2 separate regions of the Mus musculus genome follow, and region 1 is linked to region 2. Evidence: chromatin contacts called from public Hi-C data. All regions are on one chromosome and are shown on one strand. The core of a region is the stretch at or near the end of the contact, and the rest is flanking DNA. Distances in the headings are between cores, read along the strand shown.

Region 1 (6,976 bases), core at 479-2,978, 93 kb before region 2:
GCGCCACGGGCAGAGGAGATGTGTGTTCCTTCTTTGCTCTCTGCTAGGGAAAGTGGATAGACTGAAATGGAAATGTTAGGTTTGGGCAACAGGAGAAATGAAAACAAATAAGAGTAGTATGCAAGTTTTGGAAAAGGGCATCGGGAGGGAAGGGTGGCCCACGAGGTGAAACGTAAAAGATAGCCATATTTAGAATAGTAGGTTACCAGTCAACCCACAAGGGTGCCTAAGTGGGTGTAGATCTCATTTCAAAAGAAAAAAAGAAAACATTACTGTAAGAGCAAGGGCAGCGTGCTTCACTGTGTCCTGGCTTAGGGCATCTGCCTTTGTTCCAGTCACTAGAACATGCACATGATTGGGTCCAGTCGGCCATTGTGTGCATCCAGCAGAGAGCAGTGACCACATTCCACACTTTCCCAAAGGAGTAGATGCGCAACCTCACTTTGTCTCGGGAAAGAATGGGAATGGTCACAGAGAGGCACACGGTATTGCTTTTGAATACGCGATATTTGTGTTCTCCTCTGTGTGTCGTGAAAACATTAGATGCCAAGAATTAGCCTGACAAAGTTCAGGGAACGGGAAAAAACACTGCTGTGGAGAACCCGCCTGAGGTGTTCCTGGTGCTGACTGGACTAGAGGCCAGTGCGCATTGGCCCGTAGACCGGAGTTCCAGGCTGCTTGGAATGGGACCGATCCCTGTGTGTTCCGGTCACATTCTCCCAGGTTGGTGAGTGAGAAGCCCGTTGTTTTACTGCCATAAAAGTTCACCTCCACTGTAACAGAGACAATGGGTGAGAATAACAAGGATGTATCTACAAGGATATTAATATTGAAGAATAGATAATACTACAAGTGATCACAAGGACTCCCAAAACATAAAACAGCTCAAGAGGGAGAGAAATGGCTGCTATTTTCCGTTTTAGAGAAGCTGGGTTAGTCAGTGCTGTAAAATCATTTCATATGGGAAACATTCGTTTGTCTATCATTTTTGCTTGAGATCTTTAAATAACGCAATCCACTTAAAAAAGAACCCCAAAGTCCTCAAATCTTTCCCAGCAGCCGGAAAATATCACACACACTCACACACACACACATATACACACATACACACATATACACACACACATACACACACATACACACATATACACACACATACACACACACATACACACACACATACACACACACATATACACACATACACACACATACACACATACACACACACACACACACACACACACACACACACACACACACACTGCTGTACAATTCAGCCTTTTAATTACATTTACCTGCTTCCCTATTGTTTAACTGTCAATTTCCTGCACTGAAGACAGATCTCAAGCTCCCTGAAGACAAGAATCCTGTCATCAAGTTGCACTCTGCACCCGGAAAGCAGGTACTAAGCAGAGACTGCTGAATGGAACCAGGGGAGTGGTTTCAGTGTCAGTCTGCAGCATGGCCTTCGGGTTGAGGTGCACAGCCCTGCGCGGTGGTCCAAGGTGGCCACTGTTTCCCCTCTCCCTTAAGCCGCCCCATCTCGCTGCTATTCCTTCTTGCTGCCAGGAGGAGGCACCACGGCCTCGGGTTAAGCTTTTCCCACCCCCTGGCTACCCCACTTCCCCCAGCTCATGACGTGAGAAGCAGCCTCAGCCAAGAGTCTTAGCAGTGGGAGTGAGGGGGTGATGGAGGGGGTTTGGGAGTGGGGAGGGGTGGGGGGTGGAGAGCAAGAGGACGCGCGTGCACACACACCCTGCCTCTTGGGTTTCTCCTCCTGAACCTCCTGTGTGAGAGGTAGGGTGTGTGTGTGTGTGTGTGTGTGTGTGTGTGTGTGTGTGGTGTGCGCGCGCGAGCGCGCGCTTGAGTGGCACGTTCCTGGGTGTGAGACCCAAATCAAGACCAGGACCTTTGATGTCCCCGCCCTCCCCGCGTCGCCGGTGATTAATACCCATTTTTCTTACTCTCCCCCTCCTCCCCTGCTCTTCCTCTCCTGCTGCCGAACGCTTGACTTGCCCCCGCCCGCTTCCCCTCCCCCGGCTCCCATCACCACCAACTGGAATCTGGGCTCTCTTGCCTCTCCACTCCCCCCCCCCCTTTTTGAGAAAGGAAGGTCCTCCCCCACCCCCTTTCCAGCACCACTTCCTTGGGTTCCTTCACCTCTAGGAAATCTCGGGGCTTGGCTCTATGGAGAAGCGCTTCTCGGGTCAAGCTGCCTTTCTATCCCCGGCATCCAGCGGAGCTGGCATCCGAATACATTTCCTTCTGCTCTGCAAAGAGTCGTAGTGAACTTCCCAACCCAGGAGACTGATCCATTTATCCTGCTTTGCAGGAAAGAAAACGTCTCAAACCCTCGACACCCGCCACCCCTCTCCGGAGACTGCCACCTCGGAGGTGCAGAACCGGTACGTAAATGCCCGCTTTGGAGTCTCAATTTTGAGGGTTTGGAGAAATCAGGCAGATAAAGGCTCGAAGCCTTGGCACTGCTAACCAACCTGGTATTGGGTACAGCTTTCCAATCCAGCAGCACCGGGCACTTGCTATTTTGGATGGTTTTTTATTTTTCCTTTTAAACAAAAGGATATTTTTGGGGAGGGGGAAGGGGACAGGACTGCCTTTGGTCTTTCTGAGGTGGTTAATCCCTTCTAGGGGAGAGGCTGGGCAGCGGTGCCAGAGGCGGGAGCCACGCGCTGCGACCCTCCAGTCCAATCCTCTGGCTGCAGGTGCAGCCCGGTGCGCTGCACATCAGCGCGCCGGCGGCGTGAGTGTGCGCGGGGGTGAGTGTGAGTGCGCGCGGGGGCGCGTGCGCGTCGGGGGCGTGTGTACGCGCGTGTCAGTGTGCCCCATCCAAGAAATGCCCAGTGTGCGGCCGGTGCACAATCAGAACCCATTGAGCACGAGCCCGGGGTGGGAGGAGGCTCCGCTGCTGGAGGAGATGAGGAGAGCGAGCCAGACGTGTCAGCAGCATTGCAGATGGGGCTGGGGGCCGCACTCACTGGCGAGTTAAGTGGGGATGGTGTGCGTGCATGCGCGCGCGCGCGCGTGTGTGTGAGTGTGAACTGCTGTGTGGAGCCTCCTCTCCCTGCCTTCCTCCTTGCTTTCCACTTCCCTCTTCCCTCTCTTCCATTCAGGTTGGCTTTTCTCACCTTTCATCCATGCCTGTCCCAGGAACGGCATAGGCAGACCTTTTCGGAATTATTTATAGATTGGTGCCAGCTGTTTTCAATTCCTCTGGTGTGTACTCTGTGGGAAATGCAGGGTTTCCTCCCCCTTTCCTTATAACGACTTGGTATAGAGATATCTATATTTTTTTTTCCGGCATGCATTTTGCTAACCCTCCGGGAGACACTCGAATCAAACCCTGACCTCCTCGTTTTTTCCCCTTAGGAAGGGGACGCTTTGGGAATGACCACGCTCCACGGAGGGACAGAGCCTGCCCCCAGCTTCTCCACACAGAGACTCCTCTACTAAAGCTCCAAAAAATTAAAAAGAAAAAGAGAAAAGAAAAAAGAAAAGAGAACCCAACCCTTAATTGCCGGAGACTCCTTAAATCTATATATTCGGGCTACTAACCTCACATGCACATGGAATAATGGCTCTGGATTCTGCATTGTGAGCCGCTCTCCACACCCTGAGATTCCCTTTCACATTACATTTTTTCCTTTGAATTTACATCTCTTCAAGACACAAGATTAAAACCAAATTCACACTCCACTGGATTTTAAATGTTCTTCTGTCCCTTTATCCTCCGTCTTTCTTATGTGGATATGCAAGCGAGAAGAGGACTCTGGATATTCCCAACATGCGCTCTCCCTTAATCTGTCCGCCTAGAGCTTTGGCTTCTACAAACCAAGGTAGGGCACATTCTATTTTATTCTTTTTCCTCACCTGGGGTGGGGATTTCTTGTTTTAAATCTGTTTTTTTCCCCCAGTGTCTCAGATGATATTTCTTTTTTTCTGGGAGAGAAAAAAAATAACATGATCTCAAAATAATGCTGTTTTGTGGGAAAGGCTTCTGTGACAAAGAAGGGGACCTCCAGGTCATTTCTCATGCTTCTGCTATCTAACAGGTTTTGTTTTTCCGGGAAGGTGGTGGGGGTGGTTGGATGCAGGCACAGAAGAGGTTGCAGGCTGGGAGGGGGTATGTCTATATGCAGACACAGGCAGCCAGGGGACCTGTATGCTTCTCCGACTTAAGGAGCATTTGATTTACACAGAGCTAATGTTAGATTTTGATGGGCATCTAGATAAATATGTTTTTTCTCCAAGCTGAGACTTGTTTCTTGCCATCTTCCTTTCTGTTTCCCTATCTCCTCTTTCCTTTTAGGCATCCTTTCTATGCTCTGTAAAAATATATATGTATATATGCAGAAACAGAAAAATACTGATCGAGATTATCATGGCTTTTGCCCTGGAACCTACTTGGTGTCTAAAGAAAGGGTTGAAACTGGGCCGTAGATCCCAGGAGGCCTATTGCAGAGGTGCAGGTGCAGGTAGGGACTGGCTGGTCTCAGAACACCTGGATGCTGCAAGCTGGAGTCTTCAACCTTAAGCCTGAAAAGAAGGGAGTCTGTCAATATTCTGCTTTTCATTTGTATCTTTTCCCCGTGTGCTATTATTTTTTGAGCTGTAAAATTCTCCTTCTGTCCACACATCTATTTATACCCGCACATCCTCCAAGCAAACTGTTACTTCCACACTCTTGCAAAATGGCTATCTTGCAGACTTCTAAAGCGCCGTGCATGTGGAAGGGGTGCAGAATTCGACATGTGAGCCTTTGTGTTAAACAAAGAGATGTGCTGCTTGCATGTGTTCATCTTGTACCCTCAAAAATAGAATTGATATTTTAATTTCTTTTATCATCCCATTCATTTCAACAACATTTGAAATTGTTATATATGTGAAGAAATATATATATAACCTATAATAATATATATAAATATAAAAATATGTGAAATATGCCCAATATCTTGGACAGCATTTGGAAAGAGAAATAGCAACAGGAATGGAAAAGACTTAGCTAACAGTTCTTCTGCTAGCCACTCAGGCAAGCCAAGACAACTCCTGAGAAAATCATAGCATCTGTGGCTCGAGGGCCAAGATGGGGACCCAGCTGCTCATCTCCTTTCTATACTGTCTATACACCCTGGAATCTCCGAAGATGTTCTCATGCAAGAGTGAGGTTGGGAAAGGGTCTTCAAAAATATGTAGGAGAGCCATGAGCAGTCAATAGCCCTTTCCCAAGCACTCCCTTCCCTTTCACCCAAGTCGTTTACAAAATAATCACCCTTTATAACAACCTAAAAATACTAAAGTGTTGTAGGGGAGGTAGTAGAAGGTCCTTGCCAGCCCCTCAGAATGACAGTGGGCGATAGTTCTTTATTGTTTAGTAAGGATGGATATGGATCCATCCAAATCTCCTGCTCCTCTCCCCTAGGCCTCATTCTTTAAGCTCTCGTTGCTGAAGCCTTAATCTGTAACCATGGTGTAATGAGAGTGAGGTTGGGATCCCAATTTGAACCATGTTCTCACCACGTCTACAAATAGCTGAGGTTATCTGGTGTGTGTTCACCTTAGAGCCACCTGAGCTGGCTCCCTGACTTCTCCTCCTCCTCCAAGTAGGAGGAAGAACTCTTCATTTCACTTCAAAATAGAACAGAGGAATGAGTGAGGATGCCAGCTCAATGTGCGGAGAGTTTGTATACACGAGTGGACGAGGAGAGGTGGCTATCCACAGGGCATGTGGCCACTATTGCATCACAGTTGCCTGTGATAGTGTTCTGCAACTGAGTAGGACCTTGGTGATAAAAAAAAATCAATGTTCTTTGGTGATAAAATCAATAGGGAGACTTTGGGCAGGGTCTCAACCATGCATGCCAGCAAGATGCACTCAAGTGCTAAGCTGTCATCGGTTGGCCCAAGGACTGGGCAAAGGAGAAGACATTAAAGAGTAGAATACAGAGGAAGAGAAGTCAAAGGGGCCGAGAAAGATAGAGAGAAAAGAGAGGCGATCCAGTTGGGAAAGACTTGTCAGGTATCAAGGAGGCACTGCCACAGGTGGCCTGCAGCTTTTTGGTATTCCAAGCCATTTTGAGGACTCTGTTGTGACCTGTCATCATGAGCAGTGCCCATGCTGCTTGACTTGGTGGCATTCTGGGCCTTCCTGGGTTTGTTGTTGTAGCTCTCTGCTTCTTATCACTGAATGGGTTTCCTTTCATCTCCTTGCTTTTTGCCCTCACCCTTGTGGCATGGGCAACATGGGGAGTGGTGAGACTGGTGGGATGAAGAAGAACACATTCGACAGCAATGAAAGAGCCTCTGTGGTCTGTAATTAAGGAAACATCAATAGGAAACTATGACTTCCCAGGAAAGCAGGGCTAAGGATGTGGTTTTAAGGGGAGTGAGCCACATGTGGCTCGATTTCTGTGCTCTAGGTATGCTAGTGCAGGGTGGACCTGGGGAAGGAGTGACATTCCAGGGGCTAGTGTGCAGGGACAGAAGCAGAGCATGCCAGAGAATTGTCTAATTTGTCTCTCTTGTTGGTTCCAGCTCTAGGAAGCCTGCCCACCTGCAGATTCTTGTTCTGCTACTGATGGTGTGTGATCTTTGTCAGGGGTGGATGTAGGCAGAGAGTACAAGTAAGGAGAATCGCAGAAAGGAGAGGAGAGGAGAGGAGAGGAGAGGAGAGGAGAGGAGAGGAGAGGAGAGGAGAGGAGAGGAGAGGAGAGGAGAGAAAAGTTCTTTTTGTCACTACTTTGTTCCCCAGGTGTGTTTGTTTGTTTGGTTGGTTTTTGTTTTTTGACTGGTTAAGAAGAGCGACTTCCTCTGGAGGGAGGGTGAACAACAAGGGGTCTTGTCTCTGTGCTTCTGTCTCCCAAAGAATGGCTTTAGAACTCAGCCATTTTCTCAGACCTTCAACTTCCACGTAGGCTTGCATGGGGAGGGGCAATGGCTACCTTTGAGAGAGACACGA
Region 2 (7,055 bases), core at 2,619-5,118:
ACAGGGAGGTGTGTGGGAGGGACTGGGAGGAAGGGAAGGGAGGCTGAGGTTGGGATGTATAGTATGAGAGAATAAATAAAAAGAAAAATATGAAGAAAGGAAGAAAATATAGTTATTATACTTGATAAGAGAGGGCCAGAATGAGAGGGTTTAAGTGCCAGGAGATACTCTTTTGGGTCCTGGAGTAGTATGAAGGTATTCTTTGGAGGAATTGGTAGGAAATTTGGTTTGTTACCTGACAAGTTAGTGGTATGTCATGTGTGGTCTTGGAGAAAGGCTTGAAGACTGCTGTAAATTATCCCTCAATTAAGAAAAAAAATCAAAGGACCTCTCGTTCAGGAGAGATGGCCACTAGTTAAGAGCATGTGCTGCTGTTGCAGAGGGCCCAAGTTCAGTTCCCATCAGCCACTTCAGGCTCACAACCTATAACTGCAGCGCTAAGGGGTTTCATACCCTTTCATGGACCCCATTAGCCCTGTACTTGCATGTGAACCTTCGCACATACATAAACAATGAAAAATGGAATAAATCCTTGAACTATAACTCTGTGGGTGTCGTCATCTTCCAAGCATACCTGTGGATTTCTTGAAAGAGAACACAGCCATGGCTACATATCCCGAGGGGTTTAGATCAGACAAAATAAGAAAAAGTTCTCAACTTCAGACCCAACGCACTTGTCTTTGTTTATATGATCTAACAGGAAGCAGACAGTTGGATATTTCCCCCTTTTGACTTATTTAATTCCAGATGAATCATTTGGTTTAACTTATCATTTTGACATATAAAATAATTAAATCTAATATTTATAGATTCCTTAATGTGTGTCTGGCACTTGTTACCACTACACTGTCTGCCTTCAAAGTGCTCAGGGCAGAAAAGAGACACTCCTTAGGACATTCCTGCCCATTTTCGTTGTCATTTGGATTGAACGTGGCTTATGTAAAGCACCCGATCGGCATGTGATGAAAGTCTTCAGCTTGGCACTGACCCACTTATTTTTGCCAGATCCTCTTGTCTTGTCTTATTTCTGTTGAACAGTGCACCATCCTTTTCCGTGAGGGCCTTTCCACCCCCAACCCCCACCCCCCAGTTTAAGAAAGTGACTTTTCTTTTTGGCTTTGAACAAGTAGGTGTTAGGCTTACGTCAGCCTCCTATGTCAGTTTCATTAATGTGGTCTTGATTCTAGCATCCAGGTCTTTTCTAGTGTATTTTGAATTTATAATGCATTTTGACTCTATTGGCTTCTAGACTTGTCTCCACCTTATAAACTAGAATGTCTTGAGGCAAGCCACTGTGCTTTCTGAATTTTAAGTTTTCTCTTAAATGGGAAACATGATCCTTATATAAATTCAATACAGAGTTTGACAAAACTCAGTTCTCAGTCAGTGGTTGTGGAGGCAGCAGCAGTAGAAATATTCATATTAGGTAGCTATTGTCATTATTTTTATTTGGGTTAAGGAATGCACCAGGAAGTGTGAAAGGCAGCCAAGGAAGGGATATCTTGGTTGTATTTATTTAGTCAGGTGTATGTGTGCATCTATGTGAGTGCATGTGTGCATCTATGTGAGTGTATGTGTGCATCTATGTGAGTGCATGTGTGCATCTATGTGAGTGCATGTGTGCATCTATGTGAGTGCATGTGTGCATGTGTAGGTGAATGAGTTTATGTGCCCGTGCACATGTACAGAAGCCCAAGAAGGCTGGGTATCTTTTTTCACTCTCTTGTCTATTCTCTGAGGCAAACTCTCTTCTTTGATATGAGGCTCAACTTTTCTTGGCTAGGCTGAAGAGCTAGTGAGTCCCAGCAGTCTTTCCACAGGGCTGGGTTACAAGTATCTGCAGAATGTCCAGCTTGCAACATGGGTGATGAAATCTGAGCTGCTCTTAACCACCGAGCCATCTCTCCAGTTCCTATGATTTGCTTCTTGTGTTCTCCTTATGGCTATAAGCGGAGGTCTCTGGCTGCCATGCAAACCAAGAGACTAGTTACATATTTGTAGTTAAAAATCCCATGCCCAGAAACAGGTACCCCGGGGTTCAAATCCCTACTTTGCTCTGAATAAGTGATATGGTATTTGACCGGAAGCTTGATTTATCTCTAATAAGTTTTGATTAGCAAATGCAAATATATGTATAAGTGACATGCCATGGTGGCTGGGTATATTATTTTTCAGAAGCTTACATTATCTCCTCTAGTTCTATTTCAAATAATATTAGGCGTTAGCTAAGAAGAATGAAGTAGAAAATGATACATTCTAATATTAGATACTCATGGGTCCTATTTGTTGATTGAAGTTTGATTAGCTCAAAAGGAATGGAGAAAAAAAATTAACCCATGGGTATTTGTTGTCAGTGCTCTTTCTCTTCTCTCCTGTCTTCTCTCTTTTCCTCATTTCTTTCCTCCTCCCTCCCTCCTTCTCTCCCTCTCTCTCTCCCTTCTCCTTCCATCCTTCCCTTCTTCTCCCCCCTCTCATTCCCTCTATCTTCCTCATCAATAAAATCAACCCTTGTGGTAAATCCCATCTAGATTTAGGTAGCCTTTTACTACCAATATGACGGTGGGAGAATTTAAGCAGAATAAGATGATAAGGATCAAGTTGCTAAGATAATGAAGCTCTGGAGCCCATCATCCCCCAGCTGAACTAGTGAACTGAGTAATAGTCCTTCACTGTGCCCCCTTCAATAAAACCATGCTCTCATTACATGGCTGTAACACAGCCTCATTTAAATATTTTATCCACCAACAATGTCTTTGTGCTTTCTTAACATATATGTGTATATATTAAATGCTCTTTAAAGATCTGTAGACTATTATTTCTAGCTTGAACTTTTGAGATTCTCTTATAGGACATCTTGTGAGAAAGGCATCTTGCTCACGATCCCAGAGTTAATGATTTCCATAGGTCCCTGGGCTCTGTTGGAGAGCCTGTTTTTTCTATATATTTAAACAGTTAGGATGCTTAAGGGCTACGGAGATCTTTCTTGGGAAATGACAGGAACAGATGGCAATATTTTTGTTCACACTACTTTCAAATGTTAAAGATTTGGGAGTCTCCTAGCCAGTCAACTTGAGCTCCCTTTATTCAGGTGTTGCTGTTTTGCGTGTGTTCCTTGGTAATGTTTAGCTTTGCAGCTCAATGGGAGTAAGACTGGGGGCTCTTTATTTGGGGATGCTCTCCTGGCAGGCAATGTGTTTGGACAGATTCTTCAAGGAGCTCCAGGTGTACTTATTCCCTAGTGACCCTGCTGTGAAGGTCTGCCTGGGACTTGCTGCAGTAAGGTGACTGACAAGGCTACTGAGAGTTTTTTTTTTTTTTAACCTGCCAGGATTTTCTCCAGTTATTGTCTATTTCTTGGAATTGAAGGAAGGAAGACAGGAGGGCAGAATGGCTGCCTTTTTTAGAATAATGGAAAAGCATGTGGGAAAAAGCAGTCTATCTTCTGCAGTTAAGCATCTTCATCGTAACTGTGGTCATAACTAGTATTTGTCGGGAGCCAGATGCTCTGGCCATATTTACATCCACCATCATTCAATTTTCACAAGGATACTGCAAGGGTAGACAATTTACGGAAGACAAAACTGTGGTGCAAGACATTTAACAGCTTCTCAAGGCTACACTGATACTCTATGTTAAAGCCTCGGTAGATGGAGAGAGAGGGGGGGGGGGAGAGAGAGAGAGAGAGAGAGAGAGAGAGAGAGAGAGAGAGAGAGAGAGAGAGAGAGAGAGAGAGAGAGAGAGAGAGAGAGATTAAGTTGCTTGAGACGTGTGAATCATCTTTATGTTTAAAGATCAAAGGCCCAGCCTCTCTGGTGCGTTTCATATTCTGAACTTTGCTGAGGACGCCATCTGTCTACAGAACCATGAGATCACCATACGATGGGAATAAAGAAGCAGCAATTATTTTTTAGCATGACGTACAGAAGCTATTACCATGTAGCACACATTATATTCATTCTGGAGATATATCTCAGAAGTTCTAAATGCTGCTGTGCCTTTAATAATCACATCCTTAGATTGCCCATTTGTCCGTAACTGTGTCTGGGTGGACGGTCTCTACGGCCTCACGCTCCGTGGAGATGCTGCAGATGTTTGTTCTTTTTGCTGGGCACTCTATCCTCACCTTGATGCTGTTCCAAATATCTGCCTTGATCTTTAATTACCGTCCCCGTGGGCCTGTCATAGCCAAGCTCATCCTGCCCCTTAGCTTCCTCAGCTCTGCAGCCGACTCCCCGTCCACTATTACTCTGTCCTGGCAATGCCTTTGCTGTTCTCAGCTTTGAGCTGATTGCCAAATAAAGGGAGCTGGCTCATTTCTGGCGGCTTCTATTATCCTGCCCCCCTCCCAATATCGCAATGTCAGCCTTCATTCACATACTTCGTTTTTAAAAAGTGTGTAACCTATTAGTGTAAATATTTAGCAGAGAAAGTGGTAGGCTTTGTTACTGCATTTTCCTACACCCGTGACTGCTCTTTGTTCTAGCCTGGGCCCCTCATCCATTGTCTTTCTCACTTTTCTGTCCAATTCTTGTTGCTGTCTTTCCTTCACTAAATTAGTTCTCCAGTCTGCTTTTATGACACGTATTATGATGTTACACTCCCTTCTGCTCTTTTCCTCCTGCCCCTTAGATCTCCTTAGATCACACACACACACACACACACACACACACACACACACACACACACACACAGGTGTACACACATATACACATACACACATACATATATACACACATGTGCACACACACACACACACACATGCACACAAACACAAGACGATTCTACATGTGAGAGAATACATGTAGTATTTTCCCTGGTTCATTGCATTTCACACAATAATCTCCAGTTCCATCCATTTTCCTGTAAATGCCACGATTTCACTTTATTTATGGCTGAAGAATTCCACTGTATAAATGAATCATAGTTTCTTCATCCAGTCGTCTGTTGATGCATACGTGGGCTAGTTACATTTCTTAGTTATTGTGCATCTGCTTGAACTTCTGTATGTAGGAATAATTGTATATTAAAATTTCTTGTTAAGTAGTATAGACATACTATGTAATATACTTAATAATGATCTACACGTCTATGTTAGTGTCCATTAGATATAAAGGGAGTTTAGGTATTGTGCTTCAAGTCATAATTTAATCAACTTCTACTATAGGCAATATAGCCACAGACTCTTAAGTCAGCAAATGCCTCCTAGGCTTCAAAGTTAGGAAAGAGACCTAAAGTTCTATATTCAAAACTTCTTTACTGCCTCCCCCTCCCTCCCTCCCTTCCCTCCCTCCCTCCCTTCCCTCCCTCCTTCCCTCCCTTCCCCTCCCTCCCTCCCTTCCCCTCCCTCCCTCCCTCCTTCCTTCTTTTCTCCATCCCTCCTTTCCTTCCTTCTCTTCTTCCTTTCCTTTTTTCTCTTTTTCTTTCTCTGTTCCTTTTTTGGGAGGCAGGTTTTCCATATTCCAAATGAGCCCTCAAACTCACTATATAATAAAGGATGACCTCAAACTTCTGACCTTTCTGCCCCCACCTCTGAGCACTGTCTCAGTTATGGACCACAATACCTTGTTTATGTAGTGCTGGGATCAAACCCATGCTTATTAAGCAAGACTTCGCTCAACTGAACTGTATCCCCAGCCTTCAAAACCTCTTTCCGAAAACCTCAGCCTAAAACCTTATCCAGTCATCCTGTTCACTACAACAAGCTTTACTTAGAAAGCAGGTAGACACTTGGCTAGAGTTGGGTTTATGGAACCTGTTTTTCTGTTATTTCTTAAGCTTTTCTGGAGTTCTGGCCTTGCAAATTCTCAGAATTGCTGCTCTGCTCAGGGAGCACCTGGGAAGGAGGCATCGCTTCAGACTCTGCCTTTGCTGCTGGTTGACATCACTGATGACAGTTCCAAGCACCGAGGACAGCTCTGCCACATAGCAGCTGGTCAAGTTCCTTTAGTCTGTGAATGAATAGCTGAGCATCCTGGTGACGATACTTCAGCTTCCCAGCTTCTCCCATATGCAGAAGTCAGGTGTAAATGCAGTGGTCTCAACCAGTGGAAAACCTACAAACTGTCCCTGTCCCAAGATGGGTGAGGGAGCTTGAGAAAAGTGACTAAGTGACTTCTCTGGGCCTCAGTTTCTTCATAGGATAAAGGAGGGGTGAAGTCTTAGTCAATGTTAGAATACAGCAGTAGATTGCTGTGGAGAGAAACCATGACCATAACAAGAAAGCATTTAATTGGGGGTGACCTACAGTTTCAGAGGTTCAGTCCATTATCCTCATGGTGGGGAGCATGGAAGAATGCAGGCAGACATGGTGCTGGAAAGTTCTACATCTGCCCAACAGGCTGCAGGAAGAGAGAGATATTGGGCCTGGCATGAGCATTTGAAACCCCAAAGAACACACCCAATGACACACTTCCTCTAGCAAGGCCACACTTCCTAATCCCTGACTAGTACTGCAGACTCCCTAATGACCAAACACTAAAATATATGAGCCCATGGGGCCCGTCCATATTCCAGTCACCACAGAGTGGGGTGGGGGTGTTCTGTTAAATCAACCAATGCTTCTCCATTCTAATACTCTTGACCATATGTCTGCTTTACATGCACGTCGCATTGACACACAGAGTAATCCTTATATTCACATGCAAGAGGCTGAAGCACTTTAGATAAACCAGATAACCCAAAATTGGATCATGACTCTCACTCTACAGAGATGCTTCCTGCCCACACGATCCATCACAAGACTCCTTTAAGTCACGAGTAGGAAATAGAAGACGCAAGACAGATTGATGGACTTAACTTAATTTTGCCCAGATAATGAGGTAAATATTTCACAGGCTTGTAATTGCTAATCACAACATAGTCTTAAAAATTTAGTAGCATTGTGGAAAGGGGACAGGAGTCTTCATTCATCTGGTTATTTGCTTCATTTCAGCTCATCCTTTCTTTTTCCTCTATCTCTTCCTATTAAATGTCTGCTACACATCCTTGAAATATGGATAACATATAACCAGCATTTTTTTTTCTGATTATGAAGGTAGCATATGCTCATTGTGGGA

Evidence for each region. Hi-C and Micro-C count contacts between places; a contact is called where the count stands out from the background.
Region 1: a contact with region 2 is called in a Hi-C map of forebrain, with 2.3 times the contacts expected there. The contact joins the promoter of Grin2b here to the enhancer-like site in region 2. A contact is called at or near these places in 5 of 484 Hi-C or Micro-C datasets (the HPC-7 cell line, cerebral cortex, forebrain and 2 more), 1 of 115 datasets of contacts at active chromatin or transcription factors (embryonic forebrain) and 2 of 9 other capture datasets (adipose tissue and liver).

Annotation. Positions count from the first base shown.
Region 1 is chr6:136,168,297-136,175,272 of GRCm38.p6, reverse strand. It overlaps Grin2b (glutamate receptor, ionotropic, NMDA2B (epsilon 2)), which reads left to right and starts at 1,728. Exons shown (of 15, transcript NM_001363750.1): 1 at 1,728-1,800; 2 at 2,336-2,408; 3 at 3,391-3,857. It overlaps Gm26653 (a long non-coding RNA gene), which reads right to left and starts at 2,245. Exons shown (of 3, transcript XR_378074.4): 1 at 2,164-2,245; 2 at 1,299-1,419; 3 at 1-773.
Region 2 is chr6:136,077,339-136,084,393 of GRCm38.p6, reverse strand. The region is part of intron 3 of Grin2b (glutamate receptor, ionotropic, NMDA2B (epsilon 2)); the gene reads left to right. Among named protein-coding and RNA genes, the nearest start is that of Gm26653, 92 kb to the left of the region's middle. Within about 2 kb of position 3,868, at least 10 of the 459 cell types and tissues checked have an H3K27ac peak or open chromatin away from gene starts, as enhancers often do. A contact at or near this core is called in forebrain, where this site is marked.